Regions from separate parts of the Macaca mulatta genome. Here region 2 is linked to region 1. Evidence: chromatin contacts called from public Hi-C data. All regions are on one chromosome and are shown on one strand. Each heading gives the region's core, a stretch centred on a gene start, on an enhancer-like site or on the middle of the called end of the contact. The rest is flanking DNA. Distances are from core to core; before and after follow the strand shown. Region 1 overlaps ERN1 (endoplasmic reticulum to nucleus signaling 1). Region 2 holds the start of ERN1 (endoplasmic reticulum to nucleus signaling 1).

Evidence for each region. A called contact is a pair of places that touch in the nucleus more often than the background predicts.
Region 2: a contact with region 1 is called in a Hi-C map of blood, with 2.9 times the contacts expected there. The contact joins the promoter of ERN1 here to the enhancer-like site in region 1. A contact is called at or near these places in 7 of 14 Hi-C or Micro-C datasets (CD4 T cells, blood, fetal cortex germinal zone and 3 more).

What each region holds. Positions count from the first base shown.
Region 1 is chr16:73,956,105-73,959,007 of T2T-MMU8v2.0, reverse strand. The region is part of intron 17 of ERN1 (endoplasmic reticulum to nucleus signaling 1); the gene reads left to right. Among named protein-coding and RNA genes, the nearest start is that of ICAM2, 27 kb to the right of the region's middle. Within about 2 kb of position 1,412, at least 5 of the 40 cell types and tissues checked have an H3K27ac peak or open chromatin away from gene starts, as enhancers often do. A contact at or near this core is called in CD4 T cells and blood, where this site is marked.
Region 2 is chr16:74,034,912-74,037,814 of T2T-MMU8v2.0, reverse strand. It overlaps ERN1 (endoplasmic reticulum to nucleus signaling 1), which reads left to right and starts at 1,443. Exons shown (of 22, transcript XM_077972437.1): 1 at 1,443-1,700.

The sequences.
Region 1 (2,903 bases), core at 163-2,662:
TCCAGGTTCGGGGGCTGATGCCCGTGTAGCTGGAGAATGGCATTCCTTTCACCAAGGCTTCTGTATGAACTTTCTATGTCATCTCATGTTCAGATGATTAAAGGGGCAAATGTGGGCAATTATCTATTTTTTTCCCCTATTCTTCCAATTACTTGTTTTTTTGTTTGTTTGTTTTGTTGGTTGGTTTTTTGTTTGTTTTTTTGTTTGTTTTTGTTTACTTTTGTTTTGAGACAGAGTCTTACTCTGTCACCCAGGTTGGAGTGTAGTGGCGTGATCTCAGCTCACTGCAACCTCCACCTCCCAGGTTTGAGCGATTCTCCTGCCTCAGCCTCCTGAGTAGCTGGGATTACTGGTACCTGCCACCACACCCAGCTAAATCAATCACTTTTTAACCCCTTTTTAATTTTGGTAAACTGGGAAGTCAGGACTTGCACAGCGTGAGCAAACTTCAAGTTTTCATTATTTTTAAATTTTTTTGTTTTCTCAACTTATTTTGATAATTTTTAGACATAAAGAAAATTGAAAGAAAAAAAAATTTTAGAGGTGGAATCTCGCTATTTTGCCCAGGCTGGTCTTAAACTCCTGGGCTCAGGTTTAGCCTCCCAAAGTGCTGGGATTACAGACATGAGCCACAGCGTCTGGCTGAAAGAATGTTAACATGAATACCTGTGTACCTCCACCTAGATTCAACGTTTGTTAAAACTTTTGCCACGTTTGCTTTATCTTTGCCTATTACTGAACCATTTGAATATAAGTAGCAGGCATCCTGACCCTTCACCCCTGAAGACCTCAGCACGTGTCTCCTAAGGAATACATTGTGTTTCCAACCACAATACCATTATCCCACCTCAACAATTAATACTGTTTCTATCCATCATCTCATATTCAATCCATATTCAAATTTCCCCAATTAGTCCCCAAATGTCTTTTATAGAGCTGCGTATTTAGCTACCTACTGGGTTCGACACCTACTGGGTTTTGTATACCAGGATGGAATCAAGTGTCTTGCATTACATTTGATTCTGTCTCTTGGAATTTACACATCTTTCCACCTATATTTTGTTCCATGTTGAAGTTCCATTTTGAAGAGTCCAGGCAGTGGGTTATAAAATGCCCCATTCTGATTTATTTACTTGTTTCCTCATGACAACGTTGAACATTTCTCTGTATTCCTCGTATTTCCTGGAAACCAGAAGTCAGGTGTAGAGGCTTGATTAGGTTCAAGTTAAATGTTTTTGGCATGAGTAGATCACAGGTCTCTGCATCAGGAAGCATGTGATGGCAGATTGTATCTGTAAGATCGTATCTGTAAGATTGTTATCGCCTCCTCTTAGTGATGCTACAGCTGATCTCTCTATCATAAGGGTTCATTTCCTCCTCTGTTGTTAGTATTTGGGGTGATCCTTCAGCACAATGTGATATCCTGTTTACTGACAGTCACTCACGCAGTGGTTTAGCATGTGTTGATCACCCTTGCCTGAAGTACTCAGTTCAGTAGAAATTCTTCTGCGTTATTAGCTGACATTTTTCTGTAAAGCAGAGCTTTCTTTTCACTTTCTTCTCTCTCTCTCTCGTTTTTTTTTTTTTCTTGATCACTATGGGCTCAAGGATTTTGAAACTAATGTTATAATCCATTTTCATCCTTTTTTTGTTATTTACTTCTTTTGATACACAAATTGTTCCAAATTTGGTCAACCTGGAACCCCTTCAAGCTGGCTTCTGCATCCATTTGCTAGGAGTGCACTCACATTTGAGCACCTTATTCTAGCACAGGTCGCTGAGGCTCACCTTGGACACTGCCCGATGGAGACCTGGATGGGTCAGCCATCTTGAGTGGATTAGATATGGTCCTCTCTTACCCAGCTCACTGGGGACCAGCAGCTGGTCAGTTCATCAAAGAAGTCAGTTACAGCGAAGAATCATAAAAACACGTACACACGCCGTAACACTTAATTTTAACTTAAAGCAAGTAATATAAGCCCTTAAGTCACAGAAATCTTGTACTGTAGGCTAAGGTCTTTTCAGATTTGGGTCTGACTGACTGGAGTCCTCATTTTCCAGCTTGCATTAAGCACACTCCTGTGCCACTTCTGCATGGAGGCTTGGACACTTCAAACACTTCCTAAGCGATTTGAGAGCAGAAGCCTGGTTTTTAACGCTTCGTGACCCAGTCCCTTACGGTTGAGTCCACCACACCGAATGCCGCAACAGCTCTTGTAACCATTCCCTTTCCTTTGTGGAGTCTTTCTAAAGATTCAGCTTACCTCAAAATTCGTGGCACTCATGTTTGACAGCTTATGGAATATTCAAATTACAAGGACAAGTGGCAATAATAAGTTTGGGAAAGAACATAACTGGGGCCAGGGAGGTTGGAAAGATGCCTCTTCACGTCAGTGTTGACTATGCTGGGACAGCAGGTGGCACAGAGTGTAGGGGGCGTGGGAGACCCGGAGAGCTCTGGGAATCAGGGGCGAGCTCCAGCCGTGGTGGCCATGTTCCTCCCGTCCTGAATCCAGCGCCTTCCTAAGGGAAAATCTGGTGAGGTGGAATAAAGCATGGTAGGTTTGGAGATTGGAAGACCTGAATGCCATCCTGGTTTGTCACATCCAGCAGTGACCCTGAGCTTGTCATGCAACCTTTCTATCCACATTCTTATCTGGGGATGAAAGTATTTGCTCTGCTCACCTCACAATGTTGTTGTGAGGCTGAGAGTGCTGTGTTGTTCAAGGTGTGTCTCCTCCAGCATGGAAGGCGATGAACCCCTGGTTCCTCTCACTAGACCCTCACTTCACCTGGTGGAGAATCTCAGAGGCGGGGCCTAGTAACAGGGACCTGAGCTGTGCTCAGGAACCACCCTGGTGTTACACCCCAGGTAGCATGAGCTAAAAAACACAAACGTACAT
Region 2 (2,903 bases), core at 194-2,693, 79 kb before region 1:
AGATAAAAGGTCAAGAAATAAAGAGCTCCTCCCAGTTTCAGGGCTGTAGGCCTCTCTGGACACCCAGCTACACTGCTCAGGAGTGCTGGGTCTCTCAGTACATCTCTCTGCCAATCCCAAACCTCTGTTTGAACTTAGACATGCAGGTAACACTTTTCAAAATGTTTCTACTGTCTTCACAGTTGCCAAGATTCTTCCCACTCTTACAGAGATGCGTTGGAGTCTCCAGCATGCTGTAGGGATTAGTCCCTTCATTGTAATCCAGGCCTAGGGGGTTAGGAATGGGGAGCTCTATTTGCAGGATTTGGACTTATTATCATTTTGGTCTGTTTTAGTTGGATAAGACTGACCACAATGCACACAGACTGGACATTTGGCCAGTCCCCCACTACTATTGTGTTGTTTTGTCTAGAATTGCTTATTCTTTTCCTTCAAATTAGAAAAATCTTAGGCTCTCATATGAGCAAGTCAGGAAAAATTAGAGAATGTCATAGCCCTGTTTTCTTTTTCCCCTAGGATAAGTTAGATAACTTTCCTTGGGCTCCAAATCTCAGTTTACTCTCTTTCCTTGCAAAAGACGTGTCCTCCCTCCCCATGTCCCTCTCAGTGGAGGCCAGTGCCAGTGACCAAAAAGCTGCCGAGCTCTTTAACTCTAATTAGTAGTCCACACCCTCACACAGACCTTGCAGGAGGCCTCAACCCACCCACTCCCTCCAACGAGTTGTGACGCAGGCCATCTCAAACTTCACATCCACACGTGTCACATCAACGCACGTGACACAAGTGGCCGAATTGGTTTCCTCCTTATAATTTTTGGTGAGTGACTTGGCCGTGGTTCATTCCAAACGGAACTGATGGCTGTTGGATGTGACTTGAGGGGAATTCCTGAGGGCAAGGAAAAGGAAGAAAGAGGCCCTGGAGGAGACGAGGCACAGCTGGAGAACCCTAGGGCTGTGAACACTGCGACTGCCTGCCCCGCGGGGCAGCTGCGCCGTGTTTGCTGGAAGCCTCCGGTAGCTGCTGAAACCTTCGCTCCAGAGGTCGCCTCAGTAAACCTCGCCGATGAGTCCACCACGGCGGAAAGACGAAAAGGGGGCTTCTAGGCACCCTGGACCGCCCGTGTCCCGCCCTTTTCCCCGATGAAGTCTGACGCGGCAGGTCCCTTGGCAGGGTTAATGGGACCACCTGGTGGGGCAATGCCGGTCTTTCCCAGCCACAGACAAGCTTCGCGCCTCGATCACCCAGCGCCCCCAGACGCTGGATGCCGAGGCCTGGTCCTTCATAGCCGCCGCCGCCTCCTCAGGAGCAAAGCCAGCCAGATGCCAGCACCGCCTTCGGCCCCGCCCCGAGCCAGCCCCTCCCACACCCCCTCCCGGGACACGCCCCCGGCCCGCCCTCATCCCCGCCCCCATCTCCGCCCCAATCACGCCCCTGGGTTGGCCCCGCCCCGTCCCCGCCCCCAACCCCGCCCCGACCGGAAGAAGCCGAGGCACCCGGCGCTTATAGGGCCGGGAATGGGGGTGCCGCCGTCGCCTAGTCAGCTCTGCGTCCGCTGAGGCTAGGTCGCCGCCTCGCTGTCGTCGCGGCGCCCCCGCCCCGTCCTCTGTCCGTACCGCCCCCGGAGTCAGGGCCGAGTCCTCGCCATGCCGGCCCGGCGGCTGCTGCTGCTGCTGCTGACGCTGCTGCTGCCCGGCCTCGGGGTGAGTGACCCGGGAGCGTGGGGTGGAGGACAGCTCGCGACGGCCGGGTCGGGGCCGGGGCAGCGTCGCGCCGGCCGTCGGGGCTGGAGTCCGAGCTGGGAGCGTGGCGGCGGCCAGAGGCCCCGTGCGCCCCGCGGAGGGAGGCTCGGGCCGGGAGTAGGAGGCGGCGCCGGGCCGGGAGAGCTTCCCTGACTGGAGTCGCGGCCCCACCGAGGTGTCGGCCGCCCGAAGAGCCTCCCAAGCCAGCGCGGCTGTCACGGGCAGCGGCTCCCCGGACCCCGCAGGCTCGGGCGCAACTTCGTGGCGCCCTGGACGGCACCTGGGGGTCCCAGAGGGCCCCGGCCTGGGGAGGCCGCCCACCTGCGGGACCCTCCTTCTCGCGGGTGGGCGCCGGCGCTGCCTGGCGGGGGCCGCGGGAGGAGCCGAAAGGGCGCTGGGATCCAGGGGAAGGGTCTGTCCTGCGCTTCGAATCTGTGTTTGAACTTTTTAAAAATTCGAAAACTTTGGGGAACGAATGCAACAGGGAGTAAGGACTCTCACCCCAGAGCTGGCTTCTGCCACTTGCCCTGCCGGTTTCTTGGTACTGGGAGGCTCCAGGCTTCCTTCTGTGCACCGAGACTTCCTTGAGCAAGTGGAGCTGTGGGAAGTGCACTCTTGGAAGATCCCGCATGGGTTCGAGGTGAGGCTGCTTCAGAAGCTCAAATGAAAGACTGTCTCCTCGTGGGAGAGCACCTGGGGTCATCAGAAATGTCTTTTCATCTTTTTTCTGGAGGAGACGAATGATAGGGCCTGGTTTACATTCATTTAACTATTTATGACCTTCACTCAGCTGTGGATTTGGAGACATTTTGTGGGAGACTTGGCTTTTTTTTTTTTTTTTTTTTTTTTTCTGGTTGGAAGAACCTAAATTAGCGAGTGTTTTTCACAAAATGTATTGTTCAGGATGTGAGCATGGCAAATGTGTCCGTGTTTTGTTTAATGACCTCTTTAAACGTACTGTGTACTCTTTAATAGGGATATCATGTACCAAGTGTTCCAGTAGAACACTGACATGTGTGTGCCTGTGTGCCAGCCACTGCGTGAACTCTGGAGGTTTTGCATTTTAGGTAAATAACTGTCTGTACTCTTGGAGTAACAAGAATTTGGAAACAGACGAAGTAAATAAATAAGGTCACCTTTTTCAAATTGGGGTTTTTGTTTTTT